Linked DNA regions of Mus musculus: regions 1, 2, 3, 5 and 6 are each linked to region 4. The links are chromatin contacts, called in public Hi-C and HiChIP or PLAC-seq maps. All regions are on one chromosome and are shown on one strand. The core of a region is the stretch at or near the end of the contact, and the rest is flanking DNA. Distances in the headings are between cores, read along the strand shown.

Region 1 (3,614 bases), core at 523-3,022, 620 kb before region 4:
TTCTCTCCAGTGGCAAGGACATTTAAAATGCTCATGTTTACCTCAGTCAGGTGCACTTAGCCTGCTAGGAGCTAACCTGGAGTGTACTGAAAACCCTGGCCAACTCAATGCCATTCACAAAAGTTCAGGAACTCTCTCTCCATCACCCAAACTCATTCACAAAACCTCGGGAGCACTTTCCCTAGTTCCTTATCCACTTTACAAATGAAAATGCAAAACAGTACTGAATCCAGGGGCAAGCAGAAGAAAGTGATTTTTGCATGGCTGACGTGGATGCTATCCTAAACGGGAAAGCATCCATCAAAGAGCTGACAGGCCAGTGCCTACACAAGTGGTGTAAAGAAAGCATCGACGATTTCAAGAACCCCCTTGAAGTTACTGCCCTTTCAGTAGCTGGCATCTCGACTCAAGCACAAGTCTAAGAACAGCAAGGAAAAACAATGTTTCCATTTTCCCCCAGGCTTCTTCCCAGAGACCTGACCTGTATGTGTATTAACCGTCCTGCTTGGTTGTGGATGCAGTTGGCTTTACGTCCAGCCCTGAGCGTACCCTGATAATCTCATTCTGTTTCTCCACATCTGCTTTCTAATATCATCACACTTCCCTCCAGCTGTTTTCCTTTTTGTCAAATTCAGGGGCCCAACGAAAGAGACTATCAGTTTCACCTCTGTTGTGTAAGGGGCTGATGCACTTGCTCCCTCAACATAGAATCTTAGTCCCAGCTCAATTTTTACGTTCAGGAAATAGATGGGCTACCAATCTTGCCTCGCAGAGAAACCGAAACCGTTTTTCTTAACATGCCTTATTCCCACATCCATTCCAGTCTGGAACTCTCACTTTTGACTGCACAATGATTTTTTTTTCAACCACTCCCAGGTTAAGATTTAATACGTACTTTTATCTAGCTGAGAGATCCCAGATTCCGGTTCCTGCCCCGTCACTTTAAAGGAAAGACGCAGCAAGGAGCTTGTGAAAGCGCCGACCCGAAGCACATCTCAACCCAAGCTATCGGATAGAGTTCACCGTCTGATTTCATGCCAGCTGGTTTGTTATAGACTTACCTGTGCTTCGGGATCCCCCCCCCCCAATCCCATCCCATCCCTGCTTAGTCCCAATCGGGATCAAGTCTTTGGCTGACAAGATTTTTGCTTCGCCTCACTGACCGTTAGAAGTAAGTCCTGGTTCCTGACTGAGCTCATCTACCAGCCAGGACTTTGCTTGCACGGAGTATTGGCTCAAACCGTGTGTAGAGGTAGGAGCCAGGAAGAAACCTATCAGCTCTGGGTCTCAGTTGGGATTCTGGCTCTAAACAAGGTTCAGGGTCGGGTCAGCCCCAGGTCCGGTTCGCAGCCTGGTCCAGGTCTCACCTTGACGCAGTCGATCGGGTACATCACGCAATGCTCCAGGATCCCTGCCACGGCGCCCGCCACCATGTGCGTGGTGACAGTGGCTCCAGCCGGCAGCGCTTCGTATTCCGGGCCGGACTCCGGATCCAGCCGTACAGGGGGCTGATAGGCCCCCGCCTCCCCGCCGCCGGCCCCCCGGCCCACGCCCCGCTGCAGCCACCCGTCCAGCAGCGCCGACTCCCCGGGGCTCCGCCCGGGCCCAGCAGCTGGTCCTCCCGCCACGCCGCCTGCACTCCGCCCCTCCAACTCCATCCACTTCGGCCAGCCGCGGCGCCCACACGCGCCGCCGCTGCCGCCACCACTGCCGCCGCCCCCCGGCCCCGTTGCGTCCGCCTCAGGCGCGGCCCAGAGAGCCCGGGGCCTCCGGCTCCCGCTTGGCCCCGAGGACACGCCCCCCAGACAGCCATTGGTGTAGGCCCTAACGTGTCTCCGCCCCCTTTTTACGGAGCCAAAATGTATCTGTGTTATTCGTCAGATAGCTTGTCATTAGTCCCGTAGGTCCCACCCCTTCCCCTTTGATCTTGGAAGCGTCTTGTTTATTGGCTCTTGATTGGCGGACTTGCCCGATCGACCCGCCCCTAGCGTTTCGGAGGCGGGAGAAACGTAAAGCTGAACTTTGATAGGCTCAACCGCTCTAGCTACTTTGGCGGTGGCCATTGGCCCGAACCACTTCGTTCTTCCATTGGATGTGGAGAGAAGCGCCTGGAGGACAGGGACCGGCTCCCGGCTGTACCCCGGCGCGGCGTGCGTGGCGGTCGGGACTGCCGGGGAGAGGGGGCGGTGCCAGCCAGACCTTCAAGGTCAAACCGCTGTCGGTTGCCGTTAGGACGCGTGCTCTGGCGTGCACCGGGTGTCGAGTAGCACGGTGCGACTGTTCCCGCGGGATCTCAGGCGGGGGCGGAGTCAGCCCGGACCCTGCGTCCCCTGGCACGGCCCAACCCGCCGCTAGGGGAGATCGGCTGTGAGCCTCGGGTGGCTCTGGAGTGGTGTGCCATCAGCGCAGATCCGCTCGCCTTGGGCCTCCCACCCAAAGCCGCCTAGTGAACCCTCCAGTGGGTGGACCGATGAGCTCTCATTGGGTGGACTCTGCGTTGGGAAAGGAGAAGGCGAAATGGGATGGTTCGGAGGCGACGACAGGTGTCAGGGTCTTGGAGCACCATCCCAATCGCGGCAGAGCAACTGCTGATGCCTGGGAGTGGAGCTTGTTCCGAGACATACACTTGAACTTCGTATCCCGAGCTCGCTTGCTGATAAACTCCACCGGGTCTGATGGCTGTCCGCTCTCTCTCTCCGGGACCGCTGAGCTGCTGCTTCTTGAGAACCGCTCCCCGGTTGTAAAACGATGCTAGGGACGTCTGGTCCTCAGGGCCACTACCTTGAGCAGAAGCGGGCACTGAAGCGACTCTCGAGCCTCAGCCTCTACTGAGGAGCGAGGGCCCCTTTCCGCTCGCTGGTTCTGCAGGCTACCTCAGGCTCCCTTCTCAGCAGCGTGTTTGCACACGCTTCCCCAGTTTCTAGCTCTGCCTTTACAACCTATTTTAATGAGATGATGACGCAATTGCAAACTTTTCCATCTTTTCGTAGCGCTTCCTTAGAACGGTTGGAGGCTTTTCCATTTCCTCTCTAAAGCTTAGCCCTTCGGCGGACGGGTCTTTCAACTAATCTTTGGCAGTAGTTACTAACGTTTGTGTCGTGATCTCTTGGAAAATAAAGCTCTTAAGTTCCCAACCCCATCCCCAGTCACACACAAAACTGCTTTTTATTTCGGGTTTCAGCGTGAAGGAGATTCCGTTAACCTCGGGTTAAGAATTCTTCCCCACATCATATACAGACTTCTTGCTACCCTGCACTTTTCTCTGAGAGATGAATAGATCTCAAAAAAGCCTCCACCCCCCAGTCCTGTTAAAATATCAATTTTCTTCCCTGACAAATTAATGACAATGCCTGCTATATCCCGTCTCTTCTTATCATATTTACTTTTTTATGGTCCTAAAATGATCATCTCAGTTCAATGACTTCTCATGGTGAGAAATAATACTCTACATTGTCCTACAGTGACCCACACCTTAGAACTTTCTCCCCCAGGAAAGACTCCAGATACCAGCCTTTAGATTTCTAAGTCTCTTTCACCTTGCTAGCTACTGAAGTGGAGCATCCCTGGAGGCGGAAATGTTTATTAACAGTCTTTAATACAGTGCAGAAGTTTGC
Region 2 (3,650 bases), core at 191-2,690, 540 kb after region 4:
TAGCTCAGTTCCTCTTGGTCACAGTTGAGCTCAGAAGCTCATTATCCTGCTGCACGCATGCTTTCCCTCCTCGTCAATAAACAGGCTTTCCAGTGGCTGCATCCCCCACCCCCACCCAGCTCCTTCTTGGAGTGGGGCCCCTTCTCCTCTACTTAACCCGCGGTTAGGGATCACTGTAAACAGTCTGGGGTCATCACACAGGAGAAAGGGCCAGGGGGGAAACCCATAGGCCTGGCCTTTCTCCTCCTGGAGGGAGGGAGGTAGCTCCCGAAGGCTCCCAACCCACTGTGCCCTCCACTGCTCACTGCTCCTGAGCCTGCGAGCAGTCCAGTGGATTCCCGCAGTTCACTTCCCCAGTTACGTGGCCCTTGTACTGAACCTCAGGAGGGAAAAGTGGGAGGGGTTATTTCCCAGGAGGGCACCACCACTACCACCTGCCTAGCTTTGGCACAGCTCTGAGATGCCATTCTTAGGGCTTTCTGGGACAAAGTGTCCCAGGGGCCTTCCTGCTCCACCTTCCCCCTCTCTCATGCTGTAGAATCCCTAAAGCCAGTGTCCACTGTAAAAGCTCTCAGCTCCCAATTTACTTAAGTGGGAGCAGCCAGACCAAGACCAAACCCTTCCTGGGCAGCGATCTCTTGCAGGAGAGCCCAGGCACAAACCCGCCCACAGATTCCCTCCATGCCTAGGTGTGCAGGGATCTGGCTGCTACTTGTCTATGGTGGCTGTCCCCATGCAGAGCTCGGAGTGTGTGGATTACCTGGCCTCTGGCCTGCTCCCAGGGGCCCTATCCCTGCTTGAAACACCCAAGACTGGGACTAGTGAGGACAGGACAGAAGAGGCCAACTGGACACGTTGAACGCCTCTAATTCCAGTTCCCCGCCCTCCCACAGGGAGCGAGTTCTCAGGCAACCCATACAGCCATCCCCAGTACACCGCCTACAATGAGGCTTGGAGATTCAGCAACCCCGCCTTACTAAGTGAGTACGCCACCTGGCAGGCCGGCGGCTCCCAAGGTCGCCTACCCGCTCGCCAGCTCGGGCGCGCAGGCTGCTTCGGGATACGGATCCCACTCAGGACCACCCCAATTCTGGGTACCCGGATGGGCCAGGGAGACAGGCCCATTAGAGCAGCGCCGGGTCCTGGGGATACCACCAGGACGCCTGCGCCTCCAGCCTCTTCCCTCCCCTACCTCTTGATCACTGGAGGGCTCTTAGCCAACAGTGGCCGTCGGACCCCTTGGGGGATCCGCAGCCGGGTGTCACCTGTCCTGTCCCTCTCCCGCCCTGTGGATGCAGCACTACTCCTGGGCATCTGGCCTCGGGGCCGAGCCACAGTCCTCCAGGCCTGATCCCGCTGGACCCGGGGAGGGCTTTTCTTTGCTTTTCTTTCCTTTTTTGTTCTCCTGTTTGTCCTCTCACCCAGCCCATTCTTCTCCTGTGTTAACTTCCAGGTTCCCCTTATTATTATAGTGCCGCCCCCCGGGGCTCCGCCCCTGCCGCTGCTGCCGCTGCCTATGACCGCCACTAGTTACCGCGGGGACCACATCAAGCTTCAGGCAGACAGCTTCGGCCTCCACATCGTCCCCGTCTGACCGCCCACCCCAGAGGGAGGGAGGACCGAAGCGACGCGCTGCCTCTCGGCCACCGTCCCTGTCCCACCCCCACCTCGAGACATCCTCCCCCAAGCCCCGCAGCCCTTCTCATCACCCTGTCGATGGCCAGACAGGACAGGTGGAGCCGCGGGTGGGACCCTCAGGCCCCAGCCCCGCCCGTCGCCCCTCCCCGCCTGCCTGGACCGCGGCGCCGTCCGGAAGCCCGCCCGCCTCTGGCCCGCGCGCCGTTTCTGTGACACACAATCAGCGTGGCCCACCCAGGGGCAGCCCACTTCGGACGCCCGGGAGTCGGGAGGCTTCGCTGGAGAAGCTGAGCAAGGGAAGCTAAGGAAAGGACTTTGTGCTGAAGGAGGAGCCGCCGGGGAGACCCTAGGGGGGAAATCCTGCCCCATCCCCCCTGTGCCTGCCAAGCTGACCCCGCCTTCTGTCTGCGCCCCGCCCCAGACGGTGGCACTGGGACGCAAGGGTCGGACTCGAGGGACAGCGTTTGGGGCGACAGCGTTTTCCAAGGCTGGTACCCAAGGCGAGCAGACGCCAACTGAGCTCATCCACCTGAACTGCCTAGTTCCCTTGGGCCTGCGATCTCCTTCTGCAGTGACTCTCCTCTCGGCCCCGCCTTGCCCTTACGTCAGCGCCTCTTCCACCTGCTGGCCTCTCACTTTTCCCTCCTGTGCTTCCTCGGCTCATCCCACGACACCTTGTGTTTGGTCCCAAGCACGCAGCCACGTCGGGGCCACCGCGGGAACCGTGTCCTCAGGCTGCGGCTGCGAGCATTGATCTTTTCCCATCAGTAATGCGCTGCCCACCCCCACCCTCCCATCCCAAACTCCCAACCTGCGGGCGCAAAAAGCCTGGAAGGAACTGACGACCGAGCCGCCCCAGATGAAAATCCGGGTCTCCCCGCCCCATTCCCCCCAAGCACCCCCTCCCCAGCCTTCCCTTGGGCAGGAGCTGAACAGAGCCTCAAAAAAAAAAAAAAGTCTACACTTATTTAATATGATGATGGTCTTTGCAAAAATGAACAAACAAAAACCCAACAGGCTGCTTTATAGAAAGACGGTGTGTGCTGTCGAGGCGAACCTCTCTCTGTACATAGCCCCTCCCTCTCTGCCCCGCCCCTCCGGGTACCATAGAGTCCCTGTCCTCCCGCCCCCCCCCCGCCCCCCTGCCTGTAGATACACCCTTCTGTCCGTGCTGTGAGAGTCGCCGCTCGCTGGGGGGAGGGAGGGGGGACACAGCTACATGCCCACTAAAGCACAGCACGTCCTGGGGGAGGGGGGCATTTTTTTACGTTACAAAAAAAAATTATGAAAGAAATCTCTATGCAAAATGACGAACATGGTCCCGTGGACACCTCTCGCCTGTTTTGTTGACTGTTTCTCTGTAATTCCGTGTTCATCGCCCTGCATCTCTCCCACTTCATCTCCCTTTTCTCTGCTACTCTCGACCCCTCTGTGTCTCTTTCTCTTCTTCACTTGTCTCTGTCTCGGTCCGTTCTGCCCCAGGCCTCCAAGGCTACATCTAAGATGGCAGAACCAACCTCGGGGCTTGGCCCCTTGTGGCCATGCCCCACGTGCCCGACCAGGCCACCCTGCCCCACCCCACCCTGTAGTTGCTCTCTCGGTAGCGGCGATGCTCCCTGCATGTCTCCTCAACCGTGGATCGTGACGACCCGAAATAACAGAAACAAAGTAAATAAAAGTGAAAAAAAAATAAGTAAATAAATAAATAAATAAAAATCCTTGAACAAATCCGAAAAGGCTTGGAGTCCTAGCCCAGAGTGCGCTTTCCTTCGAGCCATTTTATTTGAAAAGGAAAGCGAGAAAAGTGAACAATCTAAGGGAACTGCCGGCGCCCGACCGTGCTCCAGTGGCTGGAGCTGGATGGCGAGGGCAACGAGGTCCCAGCTTCGAGGCCCAGCCTGACCCAGTCTTGTGTGGAGCTGGCCGCGCTCCAGGAGTGCGGAATCCAGGAGAAGGCTTAGCCTTCCACAAGTCCCGGCTCCTCCGCCACTTTCAACGTGTCGGTTCGTTTT
Region 3 (3,522 bases), core at 793-3,292, 610 kb after region 4:
CATGCGTATCCTTGAAAACTAGTGGGATTAGCAGGAAGGCCTGCAGACGTTCCCTAAGGTCAGAAGCCCCAGCTTTGACCTTGACAGAACCAAAGTCATCCAAGTCGAAATTAAGATAACAGAGATAGAAACCCTCAGCTGAGCCAAGCCGTAGTGAAGCACGCCTTTAATCCCAGTTCTCAGGAGGCAGAGGCAGAGGCATCCTGGTCTACAGAGCAAGTTCAGGATACCCAGAGCTACACAGAGAAACACAAACCCTGTCTCAAAAAGAGAAAGCGAGAGAGCGAGAGAGAAGAGAAGAGAAGAGAAGAGAAGAGAAGAGAAGAGAAGAGAAGAGAAGAGAAGAGAAGAGGACCTCTGTCCTAAGGCAATTGGTTTTCCCCATACTCCAGTTTCAGAAATGATATCTGTTGCACTTGGTGACTATAATAGTCTGACACATCCTGGCTTTCCCTGTATTGCTGATGTTACGGTGCGGGGAGTGGGGCAGGATAGAGGAGGCTCAGGGAAAACCTAAAAGATCTGCACAGCCTCACACAGAACTCCACAATGTCAGGTGGGAGACTTGTAAGGTCTTTGTCCCCCATTCTTTTCTGCCTCAAATACAGAACCAAGGTCAGACCTGAAGTGACTTGGCCAAGGTCCCATAGTCAGTGGCAGAGCTAGAAGGGGGACCCAAGGTAACCAGCCTTTGACTCCTGGTTCTTTACAAAACTCTGCTATCTTCTACATCCCGCTTATGTCAAAGAGTATGGTGTCCTTCGCCAAGTCGCTGCAGCCACCACAGCCCCCAGGCTGACCTTCCCTCCCACCAAGGAGGACAAGCTTGTTCTCTCTAGAGCAAGATTGGTCTCTTTCCCCAAGGCCAATGCACTGGCGCTCCCCCAGGGCCTGGAAGAGGGAATACACGTTGGGAGAAGCATTTGAACTTTCTCTTCTACTCCAGGGAGATAGCAGAGGCTGACCATTCTTTATCTATTTGGAGGACAAGGAGTGAAGGGGAGGCAGAGCATCTCAAGGACTTGCTGTATCTTCAGAGAGTCCCAGTAATGTTGTCCCTTGATCGCTGTGAATGTGTTTATACCAAAAACACTTCAAATAACCTTTACTCTGTGTCAGTATTCTTCTAAGCATATTACGGATTCATTTGCTAATTATATTTTATGTAAATGTAAGCTGGGCATGGTGGCACATGTCTGTAATACTATCATATAGGAGGCAGAGGCAGGAGTGTCAGGAGTTCAAGGTATGCCTTAAACTACCTAGGAAGTCCCAGGCCAACCCTGGCCCCATGGCAGAAATAACTAGTATGTGTGCATCAAACCATTCTGTCCCCTGGAACTCAGTGTGTGTGGGCCTGTGAAGGGGGCTGGGGACAGAGGACAATGACAGGCCTCCTATTCTATCACTCTCTAACTTACTCCCTGAGACAGGATCTCTCTCTCTCACTGAGACTAACTGCTGGGCTGGGGGCCAGAAAGCCCCAGTGAGGGCCTGGAGAGCTACCTCAGGAGAGGAGAGTGCTTTCTACTTTTGCAGGGTTCAATTTGCAGCACCCACAAATGTAGTTCAATTTCAGGGGCTCTGATGCCTCTGGGTTGGATGTCTTCACCTGCTTCAGAGTCTTCAGCTGCTCTCCGCAGGCAGGAACATGGTGCATGGTCATCCTCGCAGGCAATCGCTCACACAAGCACACCTCCGCAATCTTCCTGTTTCTTCCCCATACACATACCTGGGGTGCTGGGGTTGCATCGGTGCTATGGGTGGCTTTTTTCCTGTGGGTTCTGCATATTTGAAACCATCAGTCTCCCCAACCCAATCTGGCCCCCTCTTTTAACCTTAGATTCTCTTTGCCTCTTGTTCTTGTGCCTGGAATACATTTGCATCTCTTCCGTGGGTGTTTATTGTCAGTTTGCTTCCTAGACTAAAATATTGACCCTGCAGAGATGGGGTGAGGGAAATTCCCTCTGCCTCCACGTTAGCCTGATGGATAAGAGCCAGAGGGTTTGGCTTTCAGTTCCTGCTCAACCAGATCCTAGCTGTGAGGCCTGGGGCAAGCTGTTTACACTCTGACTCAGTGGGACTAATAACAGTATCTACTTCAGAAGAGTACGAGGCTTTAGTAACTTAATCAAATGATATAGAATTACTTTATAAATTAATATTTAATCTCAATCCTCCTGTCTCAGCCTCCCTACTGATCAGATTTCACAAGAGTGCTCCCCCTCCCCCATGCCTTTGTGAAATTTTTAGACCTCACATGAAAGAATGGGGGGGAGGGGGCTTGAGGCTCCTGGCTGATGACAGCATGAGCTATCCAAGAGGGGGGGTGGGCGCTGAAAGCTGTTGCTCTAACAGGCAAGTAAGAATGTCTCAGGTAATAGCCCTCTCAAGAATGTGTGACATCCTGGGGCTGGAGTGTGAACCTCGACCTCTCTTAGGGCCAGATAAGGCAGATAACTTGTGTTCTGTGGATTTCCTCTCTCGATGCAAAGTGCCCCAGAGAAAGACTGAAGTTCAGAGTTCGTTTTCTGTCCTGCTAAGCCTCCAAAGGCCTGGTGGGAAAATATCTACATAGCAGGCTTTGGAAAGGCACATTCCCACGGCCTGGGAATCTTCTCTTTACAGCCAGTACAAGGACTGGGGGCTTCCTGTGATAGGGAGGAAGATTCTAAACATTCCAAAGAGATATGATGTCCTTTGAGTCAGCACAACTCTTGTTTACCACAATCTGGGTCACCCCTGCCCTTGGCTTCTTTGAAGAGCATGTTTCTGCTTGAGATAGGCAGCCCGGACCACAGATAGCTCCCATACCATCCCTATTTAGAGGCTTTCTGCCGGGCTCTGGGAGCTAGGGGTGAGGGGTGTGGTGCCAAGAACCCACGGCCCCCTGGCTCCCTCCCACACAGCAGCCCGCACTGACATCTCTGAGGCCTTTGATTAAAGAGACAAGTGACTTTGCCCATTCTATTGATCAGAATAAATTACTAGGAACTAATTTATGGGCCTCCCCACGGCCGATGACATGGTGGATTGTGCGCTATTGGTCAGTAAATTGGATTGTCAGGCTAGATTATTGGTTCGTATACAGTTATCTCTCATAGCAATATCAGGCAGCTCAGGTAGAGGAGTGAAATCCTTTCTCTGCTGCCAGCCTGCCAGGATGTCAGGCAGGAGGCCTTCTCCTTGGCTGCTGGGGAAGGGCGGGGAGGGGAGAGGAGGAGAGGGGAGGAGAGTTGAGCGAGGCCTCTGTGCAGGATGCTTATTAATTAGTGCAGCATCACAGCATTAAAAGAACATTAGTGTGGAATCGTCTGCAGAGTGATGGGGAAATGACATTGTGGGCCTCCTCCTGATTCTCCAGCTATGGCTCTGTTGGGTAGAAGCAGGGAGGGGGTTGATGAGCAGACAGGGGGATGGGAAAGATAAAGGGTGAGGGGCAAAAAGGGCCACGGGGAGGGGAAGGGAGAGGAAAGGCCATATTTGCTGGGAGTTGCAAGCAGAGCGGATCTGCTAAGTGCC
Region 4 (3,670 bases), core at 156-2,655:
GCTCAACTCCAGTTCCTGGGAACCTGCCACCTCTAGCATTCTCAAGTACCTTCACACATGTGTGCATATGCACACACACACACACATGTCCGTATAATTACAAGTAATACTAAATCTTTTTGTTTGTTTTTAAAGAGAAACCCCAGAGACAAAGCTCACCCCTTCCCCATTGAACACAGAGATGGCCACCTAAGAATCAAAGGCCCATTCTTGGCAGAATCAAACTGCTGGGGCTTTGCTATAGATACCCAGCCCCCAGAACCGTGAGGAGCCAGTATCTGTTGTAAAGGCCTCACAGTCTAAGGGAGTTTGTTTTTAACAGCCAAGGACAAAGGACAAACCCACAGCTAGTAAAAGATCAGACATCACGCAGACAACCCAGGGGGAAGTGACATCTCCAGATAACTTCACACAGTACCTCTGAGCCTCCGCCAGCCATTTGCTGAGGACACCTGGTCTTGTTCAGCATTCTTGGCTATGGTCAGTGAGCCAGGCCTGCAATGGAGGTGTCTGGTCACAAGCCAGAGAGTTGGCAAGCCCCTGAGACCAGAAGGCAAGAGGTCTGGTTTGGTCTCAGGAAATGCCTGGCATCTCTCTTCTTGAGAAGACAAGATGTCTATCAACCCCTTTTCCTAGAGGTGGGAGATACAGTAATGGGGTGACCTGGATACAGAAGGTACTCTGTGAATGCACCGCCTGCATAGGCTACAAGTTCTATCTCTTGAAAGAGTTAACACAGGCCCCAGAGAAGATGGGGCAGCGAGGGAGGTGTGTTAGGTCAGAGCACCCAAGGTTCAAGGGTCATAGGGTCCTCTGAGGAGTGGCTTGAAAGCGTTTCAGCACAGCTAGCTCCTCCCCTTGCCGGCTGAACAGTTTATCCCATCTCCGTATGTCCCTATGTCCCCTTCTTCCTGCTTAGAGTGGAAGAACAGGGCTACCCACTGAGCGGTCACAGAGAACCTTGCAGTAATAATTTAATACCCACTCTCTGTTCCTACTCCACATACATAAGGCTCCCTCGGCTAGATGCTTTTCGGCGGTTTTCAGATAGCAAACTGCAAACTTTCAACAAAAGAGTCTCCTAAAGGTGCCACATGTATTCGCAAGGCGTGAGGTGGGAAGTGGGGGGTGAGGGGTGGGATTGAGATACTGCTGACTGACCTTGGCTGTGCTCTCGGAGTGTGCACAGTGACCATGGTGACCCAGACCAGTGTGAATGGGCAAGCCACAGATCTATGAAAACTTGATTACAGTACCAGAGCTCCGAGTTATTATCTGGTAAGCATCCTGGAGCTGGTGGGCAAGGCTGAGCCATTGTTCCAAAAGGGACTACAGAGGCGCCTGTTGGGGAGGGAGGCCCCTCTCAGCTTTGCTCTCTGTTGGTGGTAGCCATTTCCCCTCCCACGCGCCTCTGGAAATGCAAAGACCGGATGGAGTTGCAAGTGGTCGGCGCTCTAGTGGCTTTCCCACTTTATGTACCTCTCCGCGTCTTCCTGCCCCGGTAGCCAACCCCCACTGCTAGATTGGGTCTTCTCTTCCAGAGAAAGCGCTGAAGCGCCCCCGTGGCAGGGTGGGGGCTGGGTGGAGGACCAGCGGGGGATGGGTGAGAAGCCAGGAGCAGAAAAAGAAGGGAGGAGGGGGGGGCGGAGCTGGAGGCAGAGGGAACAGCAGATTGTGCAGAGCCAATGAGAGCAGCAGGACGAGGTGGTACCAAATTCCCATCGGCCAATGACTAGCCAGAGTTTACGAAGGCCTCATTAGCATCGCCCCCCTCCGCTTGGCTAGGGATGGGACAATGCGGTGTTGGTGTCTGCAGTATTCTGACTCCTGGACACCGGTGGCTGCAAGCTGCGATTTTGGCGTCCTCTCATTTTCTATCCTTATCTCCGCCCGCGGCTGCCCTGGCCAGCCAGTTTTTGATTTTTTATCTGGTCATTGATCAATATAACGAACCTAAGGATATACAGGACATTAATACCCCACTGCCAGCTCTGGCCCAGAGCTTGTACCGCGCAGCGGGCTGCAGAAACTTAGTCATAGCACCCTTTGTCGCTGAGGTCTGAAGCTCGCTGCACGTTCTCATCCCTGGGAACGTGACCCCAGCATCCGACGCCAAGATGCCGGCCCACATACTGCAAGAGGTGAGCTTACACCCCACCCCCCACCCCCTCCTCAGGTTGGCGGTTGCAGATTGGACTTCTAGGTGGGTGGCTGTTGAGGGTTGGAGAGAGTTCAGAGCAGCTGGGAGCATTTAGCCATCATTTCCGAATTGCTCAACCTTGATAGATTGTTTCTGGACCGGGTGATAACCGGATTTTTACTCAGTACAGTTGATTGTCCCAACTTGTGTTTCTTAAAGTAAAACCTGACCTCTTTTCGATATGCGCAGATTTTCCTTTGTGAGTTGCTAAGGGTGCTGCTAATAAAGCGTCCTTTCCTGCCCCTTCATCATAAGGCTTATTCCCGATGGCCTGCACATTTCCGTGTTCCATTGGTGCGCTCTACAGTCATGCAACCTTGGCACTGGGGTATGGCCGTTATTGCATCTCTCCCGCAGTTATATTAGAGGGAAAGTAACCCCTGCTGCCCCCACGCGTCTGCAGTCCCTAATTCTCCACCCCCTCTCATTGCAGATCTCTGGCGCTTACTCAGCCACCACCACAATCACAGCGCCACCTTCTGGGGGACAGCAGAATGGAGGCGAGAAGTTTGAAAAGAGTTCTCACCACTGGGGAGCAGATGTTCGCCCTGAACTAAAAGATGATCTATATGACCCCACCTATCAGGATGATGAGGGGCCCCCGCCCAAGCTGGAGTACGTCTGGAGGAACATCATTCTCATGGCCCTGCTGCATTTGGGAGCCTTGTACGGGATCACACTGGTTCCCTCCTGCAAGCTCTACACCTGTCTCTTCGGTGAGCAGCACCCCTTGTCTTGGGCCAATACTTCAGATTTCTCCTTGATCTTTAAAGAGGTGGCCTCTGGTCTCTGACCCAAGGCAGTGGCCCTTTCTTTTTGGTTCTTGTTGGACCAGCTGGACTGGGCAAAGAACCTCGTGGTGTTAAGAATGGGGGGAGGGGGGAACTTGAGTCTTGAGAGTCTCATAACATTGATGCAGAGGTCTCTGAGCAGGCTTTTCTGTATGAGTCACTTGATGGCACCTGTCCCAGCTTTGCCTGCCACAAGAGAAGCAGGGCCTGCCTCAGAGACGTCAGAGCCAAGAGCTAGACCACGGGCCTAGTGGGTAACCTGTTGAGTCCAGTGAGGGGACAAAGCCATGGGATGCTGTTTTAGGCAGAGAGAACAGAGGGTAGGTTATAAGCCTAACTGTTTGGACTTCCTGCCTGGCCAGACTAGGCTGGTTTGCCTGGAGAAAGATGACGAAGGCTCCTGTATATCCAAGTTCAAAGGTGTATGGTACCACGATTTGGTACAAGCCAGTCAACAGACCATTCTTAGAATAAAATAAGATTGCAGGAAGGTTTTACCTTCTATTCAGCCTTCTGCCCCTCTTTTCCTGTCCACATTGTGCTGTGGCACTTTTCTCTCCACACCTAACACATACCTCCTGAGCAGGAAGAGAGCCTGGAGCAGCCACAGCCCAACTGTGATGAGTGTGCCCCTGTGCCACTGACCTGCCTAGCTCAGCTGCCCAGGGAGCCATGGGTA
Region 5 (3,747 bases), core at 1,150-3,649, 700 kb after region 4:
GAGCTGAAGTTGCTAGATTTTGCACACACTGGTCAATTAGTCTTCATGGCACACACTATTGTACTTGCACAAGCTCCCAACATCTGCACGGGACCAACAGAAGGATCAGGCCACCCAAAGACATCTGAGGTATTGGGGTCCCTCCACATTCACTCAAGACTTGGTCTGTACTTTACACGTTCACTGGAGGCTTCCTCTGCTCCCTCTAGCTCAGTGAGCTGCAGAACCTGCCACACTGGCCTACTTGCTTCCTCCTGAGGGAAGTGCAATCAGCACAGCAAGTGCTGACTTGGCAAGCCCGGCTTTGTAGCCTAGTGGTCCCTGCAGTTTCTCCACAATGCCAGGTACCAGGTCTGGCCGTCTTTAGCCCTCTTCCTTCCAATTCACTTTCTCACAAAGCCTACAGGTGTCCTTCAGCCACGATTCAACCTATACGGAAGCTCTCAGCTTTTCTGATGTTTTTCCAAGCCATTAGCTAACTTCTCTCCCCTCTGTCTTCCACTAAAAACTCCCCTTTCTTGCCAGATCAAACCCACCAACCTTTTGTATGTCCCTTCTCCTTCCATCAGACGAGCCTGTCTATTCTAGTCCTCTTCCCCAGACTTGCCTGGCCCACCCTTCTTAGACTTCTCCAATCCTGTCCTCCATAAACAGAGTTCAAAACAAGTTACAATCTGCTTAGAACCTGTTTCCCCAGCTATAAAATGAAACTACTACTTCCTCAGCATGGGGTGGGGGCACAGAAAAAGAAGTGGACCAGAGCAACGTGTGTATAGAGTGTGTGCTTGGCTTGGGCAGGTGAGATGGTCTGGCAGACAAGGTGTCTGTCACCAACCCTGACAACCTCTGAGTTTGATACCTAGGCCCCACATGGTGGAAAAAGAGCAGACTCCCTGCAATTTATCCTCTAGGATATCACACATGGGGTGGGGGGTCCCACATGCATGCATGCGCTTTCATACACAATGAATATAATAAACGTTTAAAGTGTGTGTGCACTTTTTAATGAAAACATTTCTCCCAGTCTCCCCCGCTGCACCACACACTATCCTGTTTGCAGAGTGCCAGGAGATATTCTAACAGGGGGGTGGAAGTGTGATCTGGGCCCTTCTGTCTAGCAGTCTGCAGCCACACACACAGTCCAAATTCTGAGATTGTATGAGATTGAGTGCCAAACTGTATGAGCTCTGGGGAATCTTGAAAGAGGAAAGTTTCTTCCCAGGCTCTCATCAGTTTCATACGCCACTAGAAGACGACTTAAATTCCTAGGCACATGCAAGAGTCTGCTTTTTAGACTCGTATTTTGGTCCTCTTTGCCCATCATTATCGTCACGGATTTTTTTTTTTTCTTTTTGAAAGGTGGAGAGGTCAAGGCCAGAGGTCAGGATTCACTAGGATTTAAAGCCGAGTTCATTGTTGCTTTTGTTTTTGCTTTTCTGTGATGCTGGAGATGAAACCAGAGTGTCCTACATGCTAGGCAAACACTGTGCCCTTGAGCCCCAACCCCAGCCCTCGATTCGCTCTAAATAGCACTTGGAAAGGAGAGCCGGAGTTTTCAGAGAAGACCATCGTAAAGGAGTTAGGGAAGAAGGCTGAACCTGGCAAGCACAGAATTTTTGGATACCTGGGAACACTGAAAGTTTGGAGGTAAAATGACGATGGAAAATGATAAACGCAATCCCTTGAGGTGAGCCCGGGTTTGGACTGAGATTTGTTGAGTGATCCATACGTAGTGGCATGGCTTTCTTGTGCATAAAGAGCATTCTCTGTATGCTGTCTTTTCATCCCTTCAGGGCCCCATCTCACCTACTCTGACCTCAAACTGAATAGCCTGGAGGGAGCAGGGAGTGAGGAATCACACCTTGAACTGGGAACCAAGAGCTACGCAGAAATCTGATACTGTCGTCCCCATCAGCACACCCGCTCCATAGACCAAAGGCAGGAGGGCATGGCAAACATGTTTTGCAAGAAGTGAGATACAGGTTAGAGAGCAGAGTACAAGACTCCGGGACCCGGGGGTTACGCGTCCCTGCAGTAGGTAAATGGGAGGGGTCTTAGGACCAAAGCAGATCCGTAGGACCAGCCTGTTTTAGGGCGCACGCGGTGGTAGCCCCCCCCCCACCAGGGGGCGGGCGATACTCAGACTGACTGAGCCTGGAAGAAAGGGGACGCCAGGAGCCGTGGGCCTCGAGCATCTCCCACAAATCGGGTCTATTGTGCGTGGTGGGGGTCGCAAAGGAGGGCGGGCACCCTTCCCCGCCCCCGCCTCTGGCCCGCCTCCGGCCCCCGCCCCACCCCCGGCTCCGCCTCCACCCCGCCTCGCTCCGGCCGCAGCCCCTTCCTCCTGCAGCTGGTGCTGTGGGGCCGCGAGCCGCACGTCGCTGTCTCTATGGACCCGGATCCCAGCGCAAAGGTGAGGGAGGCGGGGAGTGCGGGCGGTGGCGGTGCGGGGGGCTGCGGCCGGGCAAAGCCTTGTCCGCATCCATTCCACCCTCCAAGCTAAGCCAGGCCTTTTTCACCGCCGAGACCCCCAATCCCGCATAAAAGGGTTTAGAGGGGCGCGGGCCAGGCCTCGGGTCGCGCAGGGCGCAGACCGGCCTTCTCGGAGTCGGGGGCGCCCAGCGTGCCCGGGACCCGCGTGGAGAACAGTGTTCCCCAGGATCTGGGTCATGTCTCCTGGCGTCCGGCGGGATCGAAGGAGAGCTTGTCCTCGAGCCGCAGCAGTAGATACTGAGGTTAGATCTGTTCAAAGGAGAAAACCTCGAACTGTCCAGGATGGTGGAGGGTGGGGAAGACAAGGGAGAGGCACCCTCAAATCTGAAGAGATCTCCATCTTAGTGGACAGAGGCAAATACCGCTAACCCCAGGCAGACGGACATCAGGGATGAAGGTTGAAAGCCTATTGATCCTGTGGGAGGGGTCCTCCCCTCCCCAGTTTTCTCCACCCTAGGATCTAACAGAAGATGATCAGAGTTCAGCGGGCAAACCCTGGGAAGGAACCCAAACTTGGAGTGAAGTCTGGGGTGTGAACTGGAGACCTTGAACCCGCTTAGTACTGGGGGGAGGGGTGGCATGCTCCACCCCCTGGCCATTAACTCGGCCCTCCCAACAGGTTAAATGGAGCTGGACGCTTTAGCCCAGTTCTCCAGATCTAGAAATGCAATCTGGGGGAGATGGGGAGGGGGGCGTGTGGAGCGGGGCAGGAAGAGGGCTGCTAAGATAGCATTTCACCTTCCATTTGCTAAACTCGAGGATCTCCTCTCCTCCTCCTCCTCCACCTCCCTGGGTTAGCCATTCTCCATTACAGGCATTCACTCCAGGTCAGAAGACACACACACACCACACACACACACACACACACACACCCCTTGGGGTGGCAGAGGGAGAGAGAGAGAGAGAGAGAGAGAGAGAGCAGGACTTTCAGGAAAGGAGACAGGATTCAGCCGTGCATCTGACCCCAGCAGACACTGTCAGCCACCAAGCCTGCAGCCCAAGTCAGACCCCTTTATGCATGTCATGAGTACTTACTTGTCTCTGCCCGAATGTAACTGTGTTTGAGGACTCAGAATACATGTGTGCACTATGCCTGGCCCAATAGCAACAATTCTGTGTGAATGCCCCCTTTACAAATGTGTGTGAACAAGACCGTCCTATTGAATATCTAGCCCTGCTTGTTCACCTCTGAGGATATATGATCCACTGGATGGATGACAGGTAAACAACCTTATGTGGCCTTGGCCCTTTGTG
Region 6 (3,536 bases), core at 161-2,660, 680 kb before region 4:
GGGGGCGGGGGGGGGGGGAGGGAGGGAGAGAGAGAGAGAGAGAGAGAGAGAGAGAGAGAGAGAGAGAGAATAAATAAAAGCAAGGGCGGCCTACTGAGGAACCCTACGTTGAAAGCGGAACTAGTTTGGTTTTCCAAGGCCTGCTGCCCACACCTTTTGCTCTTAATCTCACAATAGTGCCCCTTACCACTCAGGGGCTAGGTATGTAGGCGGGTGGATACCAGAAGGTGGTCTCCATCAGGCAGTTTTCTGAATCTGAGGCTGCATTTAGTCTCCCTGCAGAACACAACCACGGTTTCAGAAAGAGAGAAATAAGGCGTTTCAGAAAGTTGAGGCCTAGGCTCGGGCTCCCGATTCCCTTCAGAAGGCTGCCTGAGCTGCAGCCACAGCGGGGGTCCCCTCCCTTCTGAGACCAGAGCCACCCAGTGTGTGCAGTGGAACACCAGCCCGGTCAGAATCAATGCAGGCAACAAACACTGCTCTGACCTCCCACAAAGAACAAGGGTAGTTACAAGTATTGAGCTCTTTGCTTTAAGTAGACAACTGTGCTATGCTTCCGGCCTGGTTATCCTTTAAAAAACAAAAACAAAAAAACTCCAACAATAACCCTAGAAGAGGCAATTCGGCTCCTTTATATTGACCAGGAAACTGAGAACGTCCAAAACCAAATACTGACTCAGGCCAGGCTTCGAAGCATAGAGCCTCTGCACACTAACAGAACTCGGTCGTCTTGTCTTCTACAGACCTGCTCTCTGAAGCCACTTCGAGGGCTGCAAGGGCAAGTACGGTCTGGACCCTGCCCTCAGGGACTCACAATCTAAAGTGACAATCGAGCGGACACTAAGTACAGCTTTGGCACTAGATGGGAGAGTGACAAGTGACATTACTGAGCAAGTTCCGAGGAAGAGGACCTCTAGGTGAGGTGATCTGGCGGAGTTTCCTTGGAGGTATTTAAGCTTTTCCTCGGAGAACAGCTTTCCACTGTGGAAATGAGGGTGGGAAAGGCACTCCAGGTGGCGAGGACAGCTAGAGCAAAGGTGAGGTGGAATTTGACACGTCGCTCATATTTCCACAGATACAACACTCCTCTCCTTAGAAATCCGCAGTCTGGCCTCTCAGAACTGCCCCTGGTCGGGAAGGTGCAGCCAGGTGGAGCGGGAATCGGTGATTCGGACACCCGGTTTTTTGCAGCTTTTCCCACCGCGACTTGGATCTCAGGACCCTATTCTAGTCCCTGTCTATTTCTGGTAGCGCAGCAACATCCCACTGGGTGGACGCAGAGGGCGTGGCCCACATACACAAGAACCAATTGGGAAGGAGGCCAGGATGCCGACCCCGCCCCTTGACGTGACGCAGGGCCCCCGGACAGAGGCTTCACAGCCCCGGCCCCAGTCCTTGCAGTGGCTGTAACAAAACCCAGACCCCCAGGTCCCGGCCAATGGAGGGGATTTAGACTGGACCGCGTCTGTCAAAAGCTCGACTCCGCACCACCGCGGAGTCCAGAAGAAGAGCTGGAGCCACCGCACTCCCTCCCCGCCCCCGCCGGGATTTATTGAGTATTTGGACTGGACAATTAAGTGGCCCTGATGATGTTACCAAGCCCGGTCACCTCCACCCCTTTCTCAGTCAAAGACATTTTGAATCTGGAGCAGCAGCGGCACTTCCACGGAGCTCACTTGCAGGCGGAATTGGAGCAGCACTTCCACTCGGCACCCTGCATGCTGGCCACGGCTGAAGGGACGCAGTTTTCCGATGCAGGGGAGGAGGACGAGGAAGAAGAGGGAGAGAAACTGTCCTATTTGAACTCACTAGCTGCTGCCGAGGGCCATGGAGATTCGGGTCTCTGTCCTCAGAGCTATGTCCATACAGTTCTCCGAGACGCTTGCAGCGGGCCCAAGGAACAAGAAGAGGAGGTTGTGAGCGAACGGAGCCAAAGTGAGTAGAGGGGGAAGGAAACGCGTCCGCACACCTGGGGCAATGGCTCAGCGCCTATAAACCCACAAACCGTGCCTGCATGGCCACCCGCCCCTTTCACATTCGGCTAGGGTCATGCCTATGCCAGGTTCAAGGACAGCTCTGCAAAGCACAGGTACCTGAGATGGTGCTGGGGCGGGGATAAAAGAGAAAGAGAGAACAGCTCTTGCCCGGAGCAGGGACCCGGAGCAGTCCCCGAGGGAAGGAAAAGTGATTATTGCAATCCTGGTTCCTTGAGTAATGAGTGACGGGGGCCCAGAGCCTGGGTCGTAACTTGTCCGTTGTGTGTGTGTTCTCTCGCACACCCATCTTCTCAAAAAAAAAGGGGGGGGTCAGTTTTCTGCCATTTTTCTGTCTTTCTTCTAACGTGAGGTGAATTCAGCGAGGCCAGGGCAGTCACCCCGGCTGTCCCGAAAAGGCAGTGCAAGAATGTTGTGTTTGGGCCATCCTTTCGGGCAAGACTTTGAGAGACACCAGCTTACTTCGGAGCTTGCAGTTCTTACGTTCGAACTGCAAGGAGGAGAGGTGGTGGCCAATGTGTGGGAGCTCGATCCATATCAGATGACGGCAGCAAGTCACACCCAGGAGGTGAAGGCCTCTGAAAAAAAATATCGTAATGCTCGCTTTGTTTCTTATACTGCAGGCGGAGTGGAATGGTTAAAGTTCCTGAATTAGTTCTGAGTGGGATTCTGGCCATTCAGCAGATCAGAGGTGGGGCAGGCAGGAGAATCAGATAATTGAATAAGCCCATAAGGAAATGTCTGAAAGGGAAACAGGATCAAATAATCTCTTCTCCGAGTGGAGATTTGATCTGGCTGAGACCAAAATCTTTTCTCTAACAATTCTCCAGGCCTAACACAGACATGAAACTGTCTAAATCGGTCCATCCAACTGTTTTTCCTCTGTAAGGTAACATACAGATACTGTCACAGACGCGTTCTCAGTAGTTTTGAAAATTAAAAAAAAAATCAATTCTTGAGCTGCACATACGCCTTTCACTTAGATATTTCCAAAGAGAAACAATTTTTGCAATCAACCCATGCATCCAGGCCTCCAGTCCCCAATACCAACTCGTTCCACACCTTCAGGGGAGTGGAAGGCAAACGAGTTTGCAGATACGGGGTCCTGTTCCGCGGTCGCCTGAAAATTGTTATTAGCCCCTGGACCGGCACATTTAATCTATTTTCTCGCTGATGCTCAAATTTAATAAATGCGAGCTAATTACTCTCACCGAATACGCCTTCTCCCGGTGGAGGTGCTCCGCCTGACGCGGGGGGGATGGGGGGGGCGGAATTGGGCTCCAGAAACTATGAACTTTCCCCAAAACTAGCATTTACTACGGGAGTGTTTTGTGCCTCTGGGGCGCAGGGGTGGTATCCTGAGAACTAGAAAGGCTAATGTCTTGCTTCTCCCTTAGAAAGCTGTCAGTTGAAGAAGTCTCTGGAAGCGGCGGGAGACTGTAAGACGAGCGAGGACGGCGAGAGGCCGAAGCCGCGGAGCCGCCGGAAGCCCCGGGTGCTCTTCTCGCAAGCTCAGGTCTTTGAGCTGGAGCGCAGGTTCAA

What was found. A called contact is a pair of places that touch in the nucleus more often than the background predicts. HiChIP or PLAC-seq counts read pairs in DNA pulled down with a chosen protein or histone mark.
Region 1: a contact with region 4 is called in a Hi-C map of CD8 T cells, with 4 times the contacts expected there. The contact joins the promoter of Slc25a28 here to the promoter of Scd2 in region 4. A contact is called at or near these places in 4 of 39 promoter capture datasets (the C10 cell line, cranial neural crest, maxillary cranial neural crest and 1 more), 1 of 484 Hi-C or Micro-C datasets (CD8 T cells) and 2 of 115 datasets of contacts at active chromatin or transcription factors (memory CD8 T cells and pancreatic cancer cells).
Region 2: a contact with region 4 is called in an HNF4G HiChIP or PLAC-seq map of pancreatic cancer cells. The contact joins the promoter of 1700039E22Rik here to the promoter of Scd2 in region 4. A contact is called at or near these places in 3 of 39 promoter capture datasets (embryonic stem cells, liver and neural stem cells) and 1 of 115 datasets of contacts at active chromatin or transcription factors (pancreatic cancer cells).
Region 3: a FOXA1 HiChIP or PLAC-seq map of pancreatic cancer cells shows a contact between it and region 4. The contact joins the enhancer-like site here to the promoter of Scd2 in region 4. A contact is called at or near these places in 7 of 39 promoter capture datasets (the 3T3-L1 cell line, 3T3-L1-derived adipocytes, the HPC-7 cell line and 3 more) and 5 of 115 datasets of contacts at active chromatin or transcription factors (embryonic forebrain, embryonic hindbrain, forebrain and 2 more).
Region 5: a FOXA1 HiChIP or PLAC-seq map of pancreatic cancer cells shows a contact between it and region 4. The contact joins the promoter of Sema4g here to the promoter of Scd2 in region 4. A contact is called at or near these places in 4 of 39 promoter capture datasets (cranial neural crest, embryonic stem cells, hippocampal neurons and 1 more) and 3 of 115 datasets of contacts at active chromatin or transcription factors (embryonic stem cells, extraembryonic endoderm stem cells and pancreatic cancer cells).
Region 6: a contact with region 4 is called in an HNF4G HiChIP or PLAC-seq map of pancreatic cancer cells. The contact joins the promoter of Nkx2-3 here to the promoter of Scd2 in region 4. A contact is called at or near these places in 1 of 39 promoter capture datasets (cranial neural crest) and 1 of 115 datasets of contacts at active chromatin or transcription factors (pancreatic cancer cells).

What each region holds. Positions count from the first base shown.
Region 1 is chr19:43,673,109-43,676,722 of GRCm38.p6, forward strand. Slc25a28 (solute carrier family 25, member 28) reads right to left here and starts at 1,773. Exons shown (of 4, transcript NM_145156.1): 1 at 1,368-1,773. The coding sequence starts at 1,658. BC037704 (cDNA sequence BC037704) reads left to right here and starts at 2,070. Exons shown (of 1, transcript NR_045645.1): 1 at 2,070-3,614.
Region 2 is chr19:44,834,498-44,838,147 of GRCm38.p6, forward strand. It overlaps 1700039E22Rik (RIKEN cDNA 1700039E22 gene), which reads right to left and starts at 1,441. Exons shown (of 3, transcript NR_045315.1): 1 at 994-1,441. Pax2 (paired box 2) reads left to right here. Exons shown (of 10, transcript NM_001368747.1): 9 at 894-980; 10 at 1,473-3,650. The coding sequence ends at 1,594.
Region 3 is chr19:44,896,864-44,900,385 of GRCm38.p6, forward strand. No RefSeq gene overlaps it. Among named protein-coding and RNA genes, the nearest start is that of Slf2, 32 kb to the right of the region's middle. Within about 2 kb of position 2,043, at least 39 of the 459 cell types and tissues checked have an H3K27ac peak or open chromatin away from gene starts, as enhancers often do. A contact at or near this core is called in liver and pancreatic cancer cells, where this site is marked.
Region 4 is chr19:44,292,271-44,295,940 of GRCm38.p6, forward strand. It overlaps Scd2 (stearoyl-Coenzyme A desaturase 2), which reads left to right and starts at 1,406. Exons shown (of 6, transcript NM_009128.2): 1 at 1,406-2,141; 2 at 2,634-2,916. The coding sequence starts at 2,118.
Region 5 is chr19:44,986,945-44,990,691 of GRCm38.p6, forward strand. Sema4g (sema domain, immunoglobulin domain (Ig), transmembrane domain (TM) and short cytoplasmic domain, (semaphorin) 4G) reads left to right here and starts at 2,400. Exons shown (of 15, transcript NM_011976.1): 1 at 2,400-2,413.
Region 6 is chr19:43,610,915-43,614,450 of GRCm38.p6, forward strand. It overlaps Nkx2-3 (NK2 homeobox 3), which reads left to right and starts at 1,411. Exons shown (of 2, transcript NM_008699.2): 1 at 1,411-1,935; 2 at 3,392-3,536. The coding sequence starts at 1,587. Gm20467 (a long non-coding RNA gene) reads right to left here and starts at 1,142. Exons shown (of 4, transcript XR_001782682.2): 1 at 888-1,142; 2 at 188-276.